2 separate regions of the Mus musculus genome follow, and region 1 is linked to region 2. The links are chromatin contacts, called in public Hi-C maps. All regions are on one chromosome and are shown on one strand. The core of a region is the stretch at or near the end of the contact, and the rest is flanking DNA. Distances in the headings are between cores, read along the strand shown. Region 1 holds the start of Poc1b (POC1 centriolar protein B). Region 2 overlaps Gm33782 (a long non-coding RNA gene).

Region 1 (6,982 bases), core at 1,935-4,434, 2.8 Mb after region 2:
AAGAAAATCATTCATATATACAATGAACCCATACCCACCCCTCATTTTGGCCTTGAACTTCCCCTAGAAGCCTCCCAATGGTCCCCTCTTGCAGCTTCCCATCTTCATTAATAATCCAAGTCCAGCGGGAGCTGCCCATATGTGCACGGCATGGGGTGGTCCACTGGAGGGTGAGAAAAAAACTAGTAGTTAGAATGATCCATCCTTCCCAGTAGCTACCAACTGCCAATAGCTCCTCAGTTTAGGGGTGGGGTCTAGAGAGCACCACCCACATCCACGCTATGCACCAGCTCCATCTTGTGCAGGTAACTGCAGCTACTACGCATGTGCAATAGCCACATCACAGGCCAGAGACTGCATTTCGTAGCATTCTCTCTAGTTGCTCTTTGGTGATGTTCCTCAACACTTAGGGAGTGTTGATATGGCATGTGATAAAGGTGTCCTGTGTAGGACAAGCATTCACAGACTCTTAGTCCCAGCACTTTGACCAATTGTGGGTCTCTGCACTGACTGCTGCCGACTGTAAAAGGCTGCTTCTCTGAGCAATGTTGTGAGTAGCCCAGGCCTATGAGTATAGACATAAACGCTTAAAAGGCAACTGGACAATGTGAGCATTTAGTATAGTTACAGTGGCAGGCTACAGTCCAGAGCCCATCTCTTCATCTATTTAATGTAAAGCATGTCTATTCATGAACTAAACCAGCAGTCCAGTTTTGTGTGCCACTGACCCTTAAATAGCTTACACAACATTATCGTGGCAACAGAGGACTGATACAAAAGGAACTCAGTGAGTAGCTGTGGAATACCTACCTACCACAGGTACAGGGATGGTTTACAGTGACAAAGAAGGGTGCTTTTATAACCTGCTTTACCTCCTGGCTTTCCGGCTTGCCTACCTTTAACAACTCGTTTGTGATAACTGAAGATTTCAAAATAGTACTCAATTAGAAAAAAAAAACCCTCCGTTTGTCTTTTCTTTGACTTCATCTCTCCAACCTCCTGTCTTTGAATCTGCTATGCCCAATATTAGATGTAGCTATGAGAGATCCAAAAGCCTTGATTTCTGGTTTTAACATTGGAGTATTTCCCTGTGATCAAATATACAAGAAATAAACATCCACTTATTCTGCTGACCTAATGCAAATCTAATCACACAACTTGGTGTGTGTGTGTGTGTGTGTGTGTGTGTGTGTGTGTGTGGCCTATTTATTTGTTCACAATTATCACATAACTTGCATGTATCAAAATTTCATCTGCTTTTATGGCCAAATGCTATTTCTATTATGTACATTTTATTTACCCACTCATTTGCTGGATATTAGTTGTCTCTCGTTTTTGCCTGCTGCTTCTAAGGCTGCAAACTCTAGTGAATACAGATGTTTGGTCCCTGTCTTGCTGGATCATGAGTAAATTATTTCATTTCTGAGTAAATGCCGTACTGTTTTTTCCCACAATTCCATACCACTTTTATGTTTAATTGGCATCCAAAACTAAACATTTTTTTAAAAGGGAAACATAGAATGGCAAAATCACAGGTTGCTGGTACCGATTCTCATTTCATTCTGTCTCTGCCTCATACACATATGAGAAGTGGAGACTGACTCTGTGTGTTCGAGTGCTGGAGATCAAATCCATGTTTTTCTGTGTTAACCATATTCTCTATCCCCGACCTACACCACTGCCCTCCATCACAGCAAGACCCTTAACACATCCCTTCCTCTATTAGAGCAACATTTTCCACGTACACAGCCAAGACTCCTATAGCAAAACCTAAGCAGTTTGTTATACCTGTAGGGCTCTAGGTTCTGCCCCATATATGCTGAATCAGCATCTTTGGCAACTAGCATCAATTATACTAAAACATGAGACTCCTTAAGGTAGAATACAGCAGGGTTGTCGTCTGTTTTTTATTTGCTTAACAGAGTTCATGTAGCTTAGACTGGCATCAAACTCACAGTATAGCCAAGGACAACCTTATGCCTCTGATCCTCCTGCCTCCACCTCCCCAGGGCTATAGTTACTGATGCCAGGTTGTGTTGATGAGGGCGCTGGGAATACAAGCAAGGGTTTAGTTCATTAGGCACTCTCCAACTGAGCTACATCCCAGTGCCAAGTTCTTGAGGGGAGGGAACTATGTTGGCATTCAGGGGTTTGTTTTGTTTATAACAAAGTTTAGCCCTTGGTGTCAAACATATAACAGATATTTAACATCCACCCATGTGTCAAACTAATACGGTATTGCACTTACATAATTGCTATATAGTGGTTAAGACTAAACGCAAATACAGCGAGGGAACCTGTAATTACTACACTTTTTATTTACACACAACATGTACCTTACCAGTTTATCACGACATTCCACTGCCAAGAAGTTGTGTTCCGTATGTAATTTTCAGCTGAGTCTTTTATGCTCCGGGGCAGGGTTTAATGCTGTTGTTTGTTGTCGAGGGGTATGAAGAAGCATCAAAATGTGGCCTTCCATGTACAAACTGCCACCGACAACATTCTCTAGCTTTGAAACCCTGTTGCTGAAGCACAAATGATAGTATGTGTGGGGAAAAAAAAAAGTCTAAAGTGGGGACCGTTATTGTAACCACGTGGTCTAGAAACTTTAAAGTTTCCAAGTCTTCCGACCACTTCAGGTGTGTGTGTGAGTTTAATAAGGCATATGCAAACAAGCGGTTGAGAACAGAATAAATCAAATAGATAATAGAATACTATTGAATAAAGAAAAACAGGGTGAACATGTGAATAAAATATTACCCATCATGTGCTGCCAGCATTTGTATCTATAGTACGTGCAAAACCAGTAATTGAACACAAGGAACTTAGTCCCGCTCAACGTCCTGTTACTGTCTAGCTTGTGCACCCAAGCTCCCCTCTCCGGAGTAGCCGAGTTGGGCGCCGTTCTCTTTAAGGTGTAATAGAATCCTGATTGCATCGATCACCGACTCTCCTCCGCTTCGCCACCACCGATCACATCTCTCTCTCTCTCCAAGTCCCAACCCGCTTCCCGACAACAACCCGGTAGTCCGCTACCTCCGAAGCTCGCGGGGCTCGCTGTGTGCGCGCGCGGCGGACCCCCCGCGGCGCGCTCCCGCCAGGCTCTCGGCTGTCGGCAGCGCGCGCGCGCGCGGCGTCTCGGGGCTCGTCTGGCCACGCCTGGAGCGCGGGCTTTGATTGGGCCGCCGTTGTTGTAGTGACCGGGAAGCGCCCGCACTCCAGTCTGACGGTTCCGGGCGCCGCACGGTCCCCCCTCGTCCCCACCCCTCCCTGGTCCCCCAAGGCCCCGGGCGCCGTCCGCTCCCCGCATGGCCTCCGGCCTGGTAAGGTCCCCGCCGCTACCGGAGCCGATCATCCTTGGGCGGCGGGACCGGGAGGAGGGGAACCACGCCGAGTCTGGCAGGCCTGGGAGGTAGCCCCGAGACCCGGAGCTCCGCAGCTCGCTCACCTCCCCGGAGCGGGACGCCGTGCCCGGGTTGAGCGGTGAGCGCTGCTCCCGGAGAGATCCCGGCGCTCGGGGCTGAGGCGGAGCTGGCTCCGGGACTCGCCGGCTGGGTTCCCGCGGCGCGCCTGCGTCAGAATCACCAGGGAGGTTTAAAGAGCGCGGGAGGCTTCGGCGAGCATCTGCAGCTCGGTGCGGTGGGCGGGTCCCTCGGCGGCTCGCCCTGGTGCCTGGGCTGGGGGTTCCTCCCGATGGTGGGGACCCCTCCGGATGGAAGCTGGGGCAGTGCCCGAGCCTCTCAGCCGGGTTGTAATGCCCACGCCTCTCTCGCTGCCCGCTGATGCTGCGGGGTCCTCCTCTTCGATCCCGGGGGACAGGCAACGTTGACGTCTGATGTCGAGAGCTGGAATTCTGCACCTGCTTTCAAACCTAACAACTTTCCATCCTAGGAGGATCCGATTCTGGAACGTTCTTTTAAAGGTCACAAAGCTGCCATCACCTCCGCTGACTTCAGCCCCAACTGCAAACAAATTGGTAAGTTGTTTTTGTTTTTGTTTTTCCTTTCTTTCTTCTTTCCTTTTCTGACAGTAACCAAAGCTCACTTGGCAGAAAGCCTTTCTTCCATCCCTGCCTGAGTGAGCCAGGCGCGATGGGATGTACCCGGCCACTCTGGGTCCCTGGGTCTTTGCTGGGTAAGGACTCGACTGGTCCCGGCCTGACAGACAACTTTCGTGAACTAACCACCAGGAGGAGTGAGTGGGAAGGGGAGGGGTTTGTGATCGGCCCGAGGAGGGTGGAGTATTGGCTGGAGAGTTTGTGAAAAGTTCTGAGACGAGCAGGAGGAAGTGGGGACCGACCAGTTGAGCACCACCAGAGGCCGGGGAGCGAGGGGGTCTCAAGTGACCCCTGGGAAACTCCGGTGTCGGAAAGGAGCCGAGCGCCTACATGAAAGGAGGAACCTTCTCGGAAGTTCGCCCCTACCTGAGCCGGGAACTCCAGCTTCAGGATCCGCGGCGCTTTCCCCGCGTGCTGGCTCGGTGGCCGCGTCTACACACGACCCGTGAGGATCCGGATGGCCGTGAGGTGGACCTGGGCAGGCAAGAGCTGCCTGCTGCTGGCCCTTTTAACACTGGCTTATATTCTGGTGGAGTTCTCAGTCTCCACTTTGTATGCCTCTCCAGGAGCCGGCGGTGCCAGGGAGCTGGGGCCAAGGCGGCTCCCGGACCTTGATACAAGGGAAGAGGATTTGTCTCAGCCTCTTTATATAAAGCCCCCTGCAGATTCCCATGCTCTTGGGGAATGGGGGAGAGCAAGCAAACTCCAGCTCAACGAGGGGGAACTGAAGCAGCAAGAAGAACTTATTGAGAGATATGCCATCAACATTTACCTCAGTGACAGGATCTCCCTGCACCGCCACATAGAGGATAAAAGAATGTATGAGTGTAAAGCCAAGAAGTTCCACTACAGGTCGCTCCCCACCACCTCCGTTATCATCGCCTTCTATAACGAAGCCTGGTCCACTCTGCTTCGGACCATTCACAGTGTTTTAGAAACTTCTCCAGCTGTGCTTTTAAAGGAGATCATCTTGGTGGATGACTTGAGTGATAGAATTTATTTGAAGGCGCAACTTGAAACTTACATCAGCAACCTGGAGAGAGTTCGCTTGATTAGAACCAATAAGAGAGAGGGGCTGGTCCGGGCCCGTCTAATTGGGGCCACTTTTGCCACCGGGGATGTCCTCACTTTCCTGGATTGTCACTGTGAGTGTAACACTGGTTGGTTGGAACCACTTTTGGAGAGGATCAGTAGAGACGAAACCGCAATCGTATGTCCTGTCATCGACACTATTGACTGGAACACTTTCGAATTCTACATGCAGACCGGGGAGCCCATGATTGGTGGGTTTGACTGGCGTTTGACCTTCCAGTGGCATTCTGTCCCCAAACATGAAAGGGACAGGCGAACGTCAAGAATTGACCCCATCAGGTCCCCCACCATGGCAGGAGGACTGTTTGCTGTCAGCAAGAAGTATTTTCAGTACCTGGGCACCTATGACACTGGCATGGAAGTCTGGGGAGGCGAAAACCTTGAGTTGTCTTTCAGGGTTTGGCAGTGTGGCGGCAAGCTGGAGATCCACCCATGCTCGCACGTGGGCCACGTGTTTCCCAAGCGCGCGCCCTATGCTCGCCCCAACTTCCTACAGAATACCGCGCGGGCGGCCGAAGTGTGGATGGATGAATACAAAGAGCATTTCTATAACCGAAACCCCCCAGCTCGGAAAGAGGCCTATGGCGATCTTTCTGAAAGGAAGTTACTAAGGGAACGGCTGAAATGTAAGAGCTTCGACTGGTATCTGAAAAATGTGTTCTCTAACTTACACGTCCCCGAGGATAGACCTGGCTGGCACGGAGCCATCCGCAGCATGGGCATCTCTTCCGAGTGCTTAGATTATAACGCTCCCGACAACAACCCTACGGGGGCTAATCTTTCGTTGTTTGGATGCCACGGTCAAGGAGGCAATCAGTTCTTTGAATATACTTCAAACAAAGAAATCAGATTCAATTCCGTGACTGAATTATGTGCAGAGGTCCCCCAACAAAAGGATTATGTAGGGATGCAAAACTGCCCCAAAGACGGGCTCCCAGTTCCAGTGAACATCATTTGGCATTTTAAAGAAGACGGAACGATTTTTCACCCTCACACAAGACTGTGTCTTAGTGCTTACCGGACAGCCGAGGGCCGACCTAGTGTCCATATGAAAACGTGTGATGCCCTTGATAAAAACCAGCTCTGGAGGTTTGAGAAATAGGCTAGCAGCAGAGCGCCTTCTCTTCGGGAGCTGACAGTAGCCTCCGGAAAGTCACCGTGCCCCAAGATGACTGTATTTTACCAGAAGTCACCTGGCAGCTGTCTGTAAGAACACTGGAAAGCCGTGGTTCATCTGGGGATATCACTCTGAAGCTGGGTACACAGAGCACCGCTGCTCAATATCTCAAAGTGCCTTCTTTGCTCTCGGGTTGTTTTATTTAAAAGCTTTGTCAATATGGTCTCCTGCAACTCCTTAAAGAAAGCTGCTGTGAACTGAGATACACAAAACACTGAAGTATGGGTGTAGCTTAGCAGTAGAATGCTTAGCTAGCATGTGCAAGACCCTGAGTCTGACCCACAGCACCACAAACTACATGCAAGACTTAATATTTAGAACATAAAAGTCCAGACAAAATGGGGTATGATTCATTCTGATTTGTAAATTCATTGCATGTACTTTTCTTTCTTCTTTTCTTTTCTCTTCTTTTCTTTATCAAAACATGTGAATGTGTAATTAGAACTATTACTTTCTGATTACATTCTTTCAGCCAGCACATTACATTTTAGGTTTTTAAAAACCAACTTGTCTTTGGTAAAATAAAAGTTGAAGAAATTTGATCTTGAGGAAAAGGCCTGGGGTTGATATATGTTTCATTGGAAGAGGGTCCTGGTCTTGAATGCAAGTTTGGAGGTCTTATTTTATTTTATTTTATTTTGAGATAGATCTTA
Region 2 (7,707 bases), core at 3,248-5,747:
CTGTTTCCATGGTTGAGAGCAGTCTGGTGTGAGGTCTGAGCCATACGACCTTCAGCCATTCATTGTTAGTATTCTGTAACCACTCAGGTGTGAAAACCTTGAGGAGGCCCCTAAGCGCTTCCCTTACTTTTCCCTCTCCAGCTCTTCCTTTCCCAGCTGGGATTTCTGACCTCTGACCTCTTTGAAGTCCACCAGGGGTTTGGGTTGGGGGGGGGGGGGTTGGGTGAACCAGGGGAAAGCAGGAAGGTACAATAAAAACTTCCAACCTGATTAGGTCTATTATAACCCAGCAGCGGTGTCTCCTGAGCATCTGTCTCTCTCACATTCTTGCTTTTCCTCTCATGGGTGTTTTGATTTTTGCTGTGGTTGTTTCTTCTAAACAATCTCTCTCTTTCCCCACACCACAAGTCATCTTTGTTGGGTACCTTTTTCTTCTACTCTGGATATGTCTTTTCAGGCTAGGTGCTTTGGTCTTTGTTATACTCTTGGCTTCTGGTGGTTTATTCCCTAAAGCAGTGGTCTCAATCTTCCTAACGCTGTGACCCTTTTCTACGGTGTCTTGTGTTGTGATGACCTCCAACCATAAATTGTTTTTTGTTGCTCCTTCATAACTGTAACCGTCTACTGATGTGAATTGTAATATAAATACTTTGGGAGATAGAGGTTTACCAAAGAGGTCTCCACCCACAGGTTGAAAACCACTGTTGGAAGGTTCTATGGTACCCTTACATAAAATTTCTTCCAAAATGACCCAATCTACCTTTCCTGGAAAAAGTCCTCATTTTTCTCCACCAAATTTTGGAAGTATTGCTTACTGACAACATAGCCCTGTTCCTGCCATGAGAAAGGAGCCTCTTTACTCATTGATCCTGTGTGTTTGATATGAATCAAACATTAGGAGCCACCGCCCTTAAAGTACGGAAAACACATACAGAGCTCTCCGGGAATTTTTGTTTTTCCTGATGTGTTTTTCAATGGTTATGTGAAAAAAGAAAGGTACCTGTTTGGGTGGGGCTTGAGGAGGAGGACACTTGCTGAATCTATAATGCATTCCAAAGAAAGGCTTGTTTCAGCTTCTAAGTCACTATTGCTAGGGTGGAAGTTGAGAATCTGATAACAGTGGTTGAACCATTTTCATGGACTCCTCTCACAGTGCTTCTCATCCTTCTCAAAGATGTGACCCTTTAATACAGTTCCTCCTGTTATGGTGACCTCCAACCATAAAATTATTTTCATTGCTACTTCGTAACTATAATTTTGCTACTGCTATGAATAGTAATATAAGTATCTTATATGCAGGATAACTGATATGTCACCCCCAGAGGGGTTGAAACTCACAGGCTGAGAACCACCATCCTAGTCGGTCCATCTACCGGTGAGCTATCAGTTTGTTTTAGAATGAGGGACTAATGGATGGAGAGATGGCTCAGTGGCTAAGAGCGCTGGCTACTCCTCCAGAGTACCAGGCTCAATTCTGAACACCCACATGGAAGCTCGCACCCTGTAACTTCAGTTCCAGGAGGTTCGACACAAACATATAGGCAGGCAAAATATCAATGTACAGGAAATAAAGATAAACATTGAGGATGCAATGAGGGAGTCCTTGACACCAGCTTTGTTAGGGGCTCTTCCAATGCATCTAGACCTAAGAAATGCCCCGTTGCTACATTCTTTTGTCCATGATTTAACATTCTCACTTTACACTAGAATTTTATTATGAGAAATAGAACAGATGGCAAGAAGAGCTAGAGGTGAATAAGAACCAGAAGGAGACCTAAGGCTGATACTTACTCGGGTTACTTATAATGCACACAGCCTACAAAGTAAGGGAGAGCAAAAACCCTGCAAGTATATGACTTTTATGCTTCATTTATTAGTTTCATGTGGTGAGTTTTATGGCCTTTAGAATGTGGACAGAGATTGAGTTTCACTTTTAAAAGGAGTACTTTGCTCTGTGGTCCAGTGCATGACCATCAGACAACAAATTAATTCTCCCCATAAATACTTAAATGTGCTTCAGCTCGCACTTCTCCTTCGTCTTTTGTTGGGTTTGACTTTTGTAACAATACCCATTGTGCCCAGTGAGTGTCTGCTGTCAGCTGGCTCTTAATGAACCTGAAAGGCATTGAGGTCCCCAGCAAGCCAAGATGCTGAATAGTGGAGTCTCAGTTGAGAAAAAAAGAAAACAGCCCATAGCAAATGTTTGTTCTCTGATTCATTGTCACAGATCGATCGGCTGTACATTTTCAACAACTTAAAAAAATGAGGACGCCCAAAGTTCTTAAAACTTTCTAGAAATGGTTAATGTAGCATTTGTGGACCATGGTTGTATGTTAGGAAAACCCAAGAAGTGTTTCACTTCCCCAGTGCCCTGGCTACAAACTTCTCTAATTCAACCAGAATCTTTGTGTTTAGACCTGTGTAAGTCCTGTGTGTATGTATATACATTCCTGTGTGTGTGAAGATGTGCTTGTATATATCCTGCCCATGCATTTCAGCATCTGCCCTAAATCATCACAGCAATACACTGGTTTTGAAACACGATCTCTCAATGAACCTACAGCTTGAGGATTCAGCAAGAGCGGCTGGCTGTCCAACAACCTTCGGGGGATTTTCTTTGTCTTTGTCTCCCCTGTGCTAGAATACCCATATAGATTATTGTCTTGCCTAGTTTTATGTAATCTTCACACAAGCTAGAGTCATTGGAGAGAATGCTTCCTTTAGATCAGGCTATAGGCAAGCCTGTAGAACATTTTCTTAATTAGTGATTGAATGTGGAAGGGCCCCGTTGTCGTTGATTACCACCCCGGCCTGGTGGCTCTGGGTTCTAAAAGAAAGTAGGCTAAGCAAGCCATTGGAAGCAAGGCAGTAAGCACTACCCATCTGTAGCCTATGAATCAAGTCCTTCCTCTGGGTTCCTGACCACTTGGAGTTTCTGCTTTGGCTTCCATGGACTCTGATTCAGGATGTGTACGTCAAATAAACCCTTTCCTCCCCGAGTTGCTTTTGGTGGTAGTGTTTCACCAAAGCAAGATTAACTCTAAGGCAACTGTCTTATCACTTCTCACAGGGGCTCTAGGCATCCAAACTCAAGTCCGCTTGCTTGTATAGCAAGCACTTTAACAACTAAGCCATCTCCCCAGCCAGCACTTTAACAACTAAGCCATCTCCCCAGCCCCGTGCACTGGGATTTTTTTAAACACTCGCGCATTCTAGACTGCTCATTCCCTTCTGTTTAAAGGAATAGCTCCATTATCAGAAAACAATAATTCAACTCTTATGAAATCCCATCCATGGACATGTTAAAGAGATGTGGAAAGGGCTTTGTTCAAGTTACACACACATTTTTACCTGCCCGCTATCACTTTAAAACTTGGATGGATCTTCATTTAAAGAAAAGGGAAGTCCTGATAAAAATGGTAGTGTGCAGTGCCTCTTAAAACACTAGCACTTCAGGACCTTGTCACTGGCTTATCTGAGGGACAAAGAGCTGGTGCAGACTCTTTAGAAGGGGCTATAAGCTTTCTGGTTCTCCACAGACCCTTCCAGTCCTCAGCCTGTTCCCTACCAGGCAGCACTCTGGATATCTGTTTTTGACTCAGTTCACAGAAGTCTGTCAAAGCTCAGGTTCCTTTGTCTCTTCCGTATCCCACACAGGAGATTCAGCATGTGCCAAAGAGCTGCCTTTGACCTGAACGCTCATGCCATCCCTTCACGTCTCTGGTATTGGAAAGGTTATCAGGTTCCTCTCTGAATTCTACTCCAGCTCCTTTCCCCCACCCCAGAGGCTTTGTTCTGTGCTTTTGCTTTAAGAATGAAGACAAAGCCTGACGATACATCTATTCTCCTAAGACTCTAGTTCCTCAAGGCTGAGTGCCAGCTCCCTGATTTGTTTCCCGTCCAGAGCTGCGAATACAGAGACCGCCAACAGGGCAAGGCCATTTTGCTAATGACCTTCGTAGGGCTGACTGCACAGCCAGTCAACAGCAGATCTGAAAATAGAACTCAGGACTTTCAAATCATTGTTCTGCTTGCTGGGCTGTATTTCCTCCCATAAGGGCCTGGTTAAGCAACGTCCTGTTTTGCACAAGCAGAAGTCACAATACACATATGAGAAACTGGACTGGACACAAGGATCACAAGACCGCACCCACCCTTAGGAAAGATGGCTCTGTAGCATGAAGCAGTGCGATTTGTTTCTAGTCCTGCCGGTTTGGGTTGCAAGCGGGCTCACAGCTGGTCAAATCATTGACTTTGCAGTATGTGGTGTTTTAGGAATTTTCAGAGTGCCAAGTGTCAGGTATTTGCCTGACAACACACCAAAAAGACATTTATGCAAGTGACAGAACAGTGTCGTAAGGTGGCCACCAGCTTGGGAATCACTGTGTTTGTGGTGCAAGTGCCATGGGAGAACCAGAAGCTTGGTGGCAGATCATTCTTTTAGGGTATTCCTTGTGGCCTGTAGAGGGCAGATTGAAATCGCAGAGATGCCCCTAGGCACTGTAGTCATCCTGGACTTGGAGGCTGAGGCAAGAGGACCTCGTGATCAAGACCAGGCAGTTCCTTTATTACCTCGAGCTGCCTTAAGGGAAGGAAATGGGGTGGGGGTGGGGGACGACGAAACAGAACAAAACAAACAAACAAAATGACTGGAATTGTCAAAAGTCAATCAATAAGGGAGTTTTATTTGGGAGCTGACAGCAGGATTACGTACAGTCCAGAACACAGGTATACAGGTGGCCACTTGCATGTCCTGAGAACAAAGGAAAGCCTGGGGGGTTTTAGCAAGCAGAGAAATCTACACATGAACATACCTGGTCCTTCTCACTGCCTGTGGGAATGGCAAGGTCTGATGGATGGGTGGGGCAGTGGGTAAAGCTAGTTTGAAGATTGTAGTTGGCAGTTACGCTGTTAGCTACTAAATAAATCAAGTCTTGAACATGCCCAGGGTGTTCCTTTGGACTGTTTCTGGAAGATTGGATCTGGAGCAGGCATGTATTGGTATGATTTCCCTTCCTTGCCTCCAGCCCCCGCCCCCCTCCACCTTAGTGGGGTGTGGTAGGAATGCTTACAGAAGGTTGGGGGGTGGTTTACACTTCCTGATGTTCCTTCAAATTGTTGAGACCTCTCTGTTCCATGCTAGCCCACGTAGAGGGCTTGCTAGCCCTTCAGTGATCTTCAGTGTGTTCTTGGAGAGCAGAGCCTGAGGATGCTAGCTGTTTTTGCCTCTCAGTCAAGCTCCTGGCCGCTCCGCAGGACATAACAGAGTGGATTCCAGGACCCTGAACTAGCTGTAGTACGTGAGCCCTGGATCTATGTCTCACACCTGCCAGACTTGAATCGAATGGCTTTGTGTCTTTGCGTCTGTTTGTTAGTCTGTAAGACAGGCGCGGCAACAGCTGGTAAGACCTCGGAGTCATTATGAAATTGAAATGAGTTGTTATTCATGGATTGCTTCAAAAGATTCTAGACAAAGATAATAGGTTTAGTTGTAGGCAATCAATAAACGACCTAGCAACGGGAAACAACTGCAGTTAGCTATGTGGAACAGGCCGAACACACCACAGGACCCTCCTTCCTTCTCTCCTTCTTTAGAGAAGCCTGCTTTATAGTTCAAAAGTGGGCCCTTGAGATCTCATTCCTCATTGCTCCATACTACAGATAGAGCAACTGAGGCACAGGGAAATTAGGTGATTTATTTATGTTTACCCACCAGGCACGTGACAGGATGGAAGGACAGGGCACTGTATGTACTGATGTCACTCACGGTTTTGCCATCGTTGTGCCAGTTTGGTATTTATTTCCTAGGAAAAAACCATAGAGGAAGCTGCTTGTGATGTTCTTCAGATGCTTAGATAGAATCGTTTACAGACACTTTGGAAGCAGCAAAACATGCAGAAGTACCCATGGGCGGTGATGGCAATGACTAATGCACACATGAGGACTCTTACTGCAGCCTCACTTAGCATATCAAACGGCGTTAAAAATAATAATTAGCCTTGGGAACCCAGAACAAGAACACCCAGTCATTTTGACACACCTAACTGCAATTTGATCTGTGTGTGTGTGTGTGTGTTTCACCTACTCATAGCGGCAGCTGTTCAAGAAACGAACAAAAGACTGTGTGGAAAATGGCAGCGTCAGGAGGTTGTGCTTTCTTTGTTAAAACATGGGAGATGGTGTGTGTGTGTGTGTGTGTGTAATTATTTCCTTGAATGTGTACATGTATACATACATATATATTTTACAGATTTTTACATGTCCTTCAATAGCTTCCTTAGCCATAACTATAAATAGAAATGATGAATGACATTTTTTTTTCTTTCTCAAACCTCAGTTGCTATAACCTAATGTCATGGAAAGCAAATCAAACTGGAGGCTGGGAAATGGAGAATCCGGCCCTTGCTTCTCCATCAAGTACATCTTTGGAAGAGGCCTGGGGAGTTTCTCAGTCTATCAGGGCCACCAATGTTTCAGTCTGAAAACACTACTTTAGTTTGTCATTACCTATACAAGTCCTAATATCTTTTATGTCCTTTCCAAGGAACTTTTATAATAATAAAGAATTTATTTCTGACAGGGGAGGGGAAACATACATCTCAAATTCTAAATCCAGACCTTCACAGTTAACAATGTGCATTAAATTTAGTAGGCTTGTTTTCTTTGTTGTTGTTGTTTTGTTTTGTTTTGTTTTTTTGCTTTCCCTCTGTCCTCCTGGTCTGATTTATCCCTGTAGAACTAACTGTGATTGAATTGAAAGTGTACCTTCAAAGAAAAGTCCGTATTGAAACCCATAGAAACCCAAGACCCATCCAGGAGTGGCAGCAGTCACATAAACCAAAGCAACACCAAAGGTGCTTGATGTTTGGAAAGGTGGGGCTGGGGCTGGGGCTGGGGCTGGGGCTAAGTACCTCCCTGCTTGGCTTCTTCAGTGCTCAAGCCCCTTCCCGTGAATAAATTCTATTTTATCTGTAACAATTCTGACCCCCGTGTTTTCCCTTGCCGATGAGGACAGCATGGTACAAGTAACAAAATACTCTGAACAATGAAAAACCAGTATTTGGCTCAACACCATCAGCACGTACCGATGACAAGCCTGTGTAGAGCCAAGCTCCTTCTCCGCCATCAGCTGAGAATTTTACTTGAGTGAGAAAACACACTCTGTGGCTCAGGCAAGCATGAGGAAAAGAATCACTCACGGGAACAGTTTCCTCTCTTCAATGTCTGAAACCAAAGGAGTGCCGGCAAAAAATTTTAGTAAAAAGGAGATAGTTCTTATGAAGGTAAGCTGTGATGGAAGTCAAATCTGCCCCCTAAATACTTAGTTCTTTAGATGTGTATAAGATGGACCATATCACTTCCTGGGTACCAATTCCTCTAGGACTGCTGTTCACTAGAGACATGAAGTCCACATGCTCCAGCTCTCTAAACCTGACCCAGCATCTCAGGATGTTCTATAAACTCACCCCAGGCCTTCCTGCTTAGGATATGTTTCCCACACCCTCACTGAGAAAGCCATCTGTTAAGATTCGGCTCATAGATCATCTTTCCTTGGATCCCTGAATACTGTACTGGCTGGTGTTATGTGTCACCCTGACACAAGTTAGAGTCATCAGAGATGTAAGTGCCTCGGTTGATGAAATGCCTCCATGAGAACCAGCTATAAGGCATTTTTTTTTTCAATTAGTGATCAATGAGGGAGGGCCT

The links. A called contact is a pair of places that touch in the nucleus more often than the background predicts.
Region 1: a Hi-C map of B cells shows a contact between it and region 2, with 7 read pairs. The contact joins the promoter of Poc1b here to the enhancer-like site in region 2. A contact is called at or near these places in 1 of 484 Hi-C or Micro-C datasets (B cells) and 1 of 115 datasets of contacts at active chromatin or transcription factors (embryonic limb bud).

The regions. Positions count from the first base shown.
Region 1 is chr10:99,103,898-99,110,879 of GRCm38.p6, forward strand. Poc1b (POC1 centriolar protein B) reads left to right here and starts at 3,185. Exons shown (of 12, transcript NM_027740.7): 1 at 3,185-3,326; 2 at 3,895-3,979. The coding sequence starts at 3,312. Galnt4 (polypeptide N-acetylgalactosaminyltransferase 4) reads left to right here and starts at 4,238. Exons shown (of 1, transcript NM_015737.4): 1 at 4,238-6,982. The coding sequence starts at 4,518. The coding sequence ends at 6,254.
Region 2 is chr10:96,328,959-96,336,665 of GRCm38.p6, forward strand. All of the region lies in intron 2 of Gm33782 (a long non-coding RNA gene), which reads left to right. Among named protein-coding and RNA genes, the nearest start is that of Gm33782, 24 kb to the left of the region's middle. Within about 2 kb of position 4,498, at least 117 of the 459 cell types and tissues checked have an H3K27ac peak or open chromatin away from gene starts, as enhancers often do. A contact at or near this core is called in B cells, where this site is marked.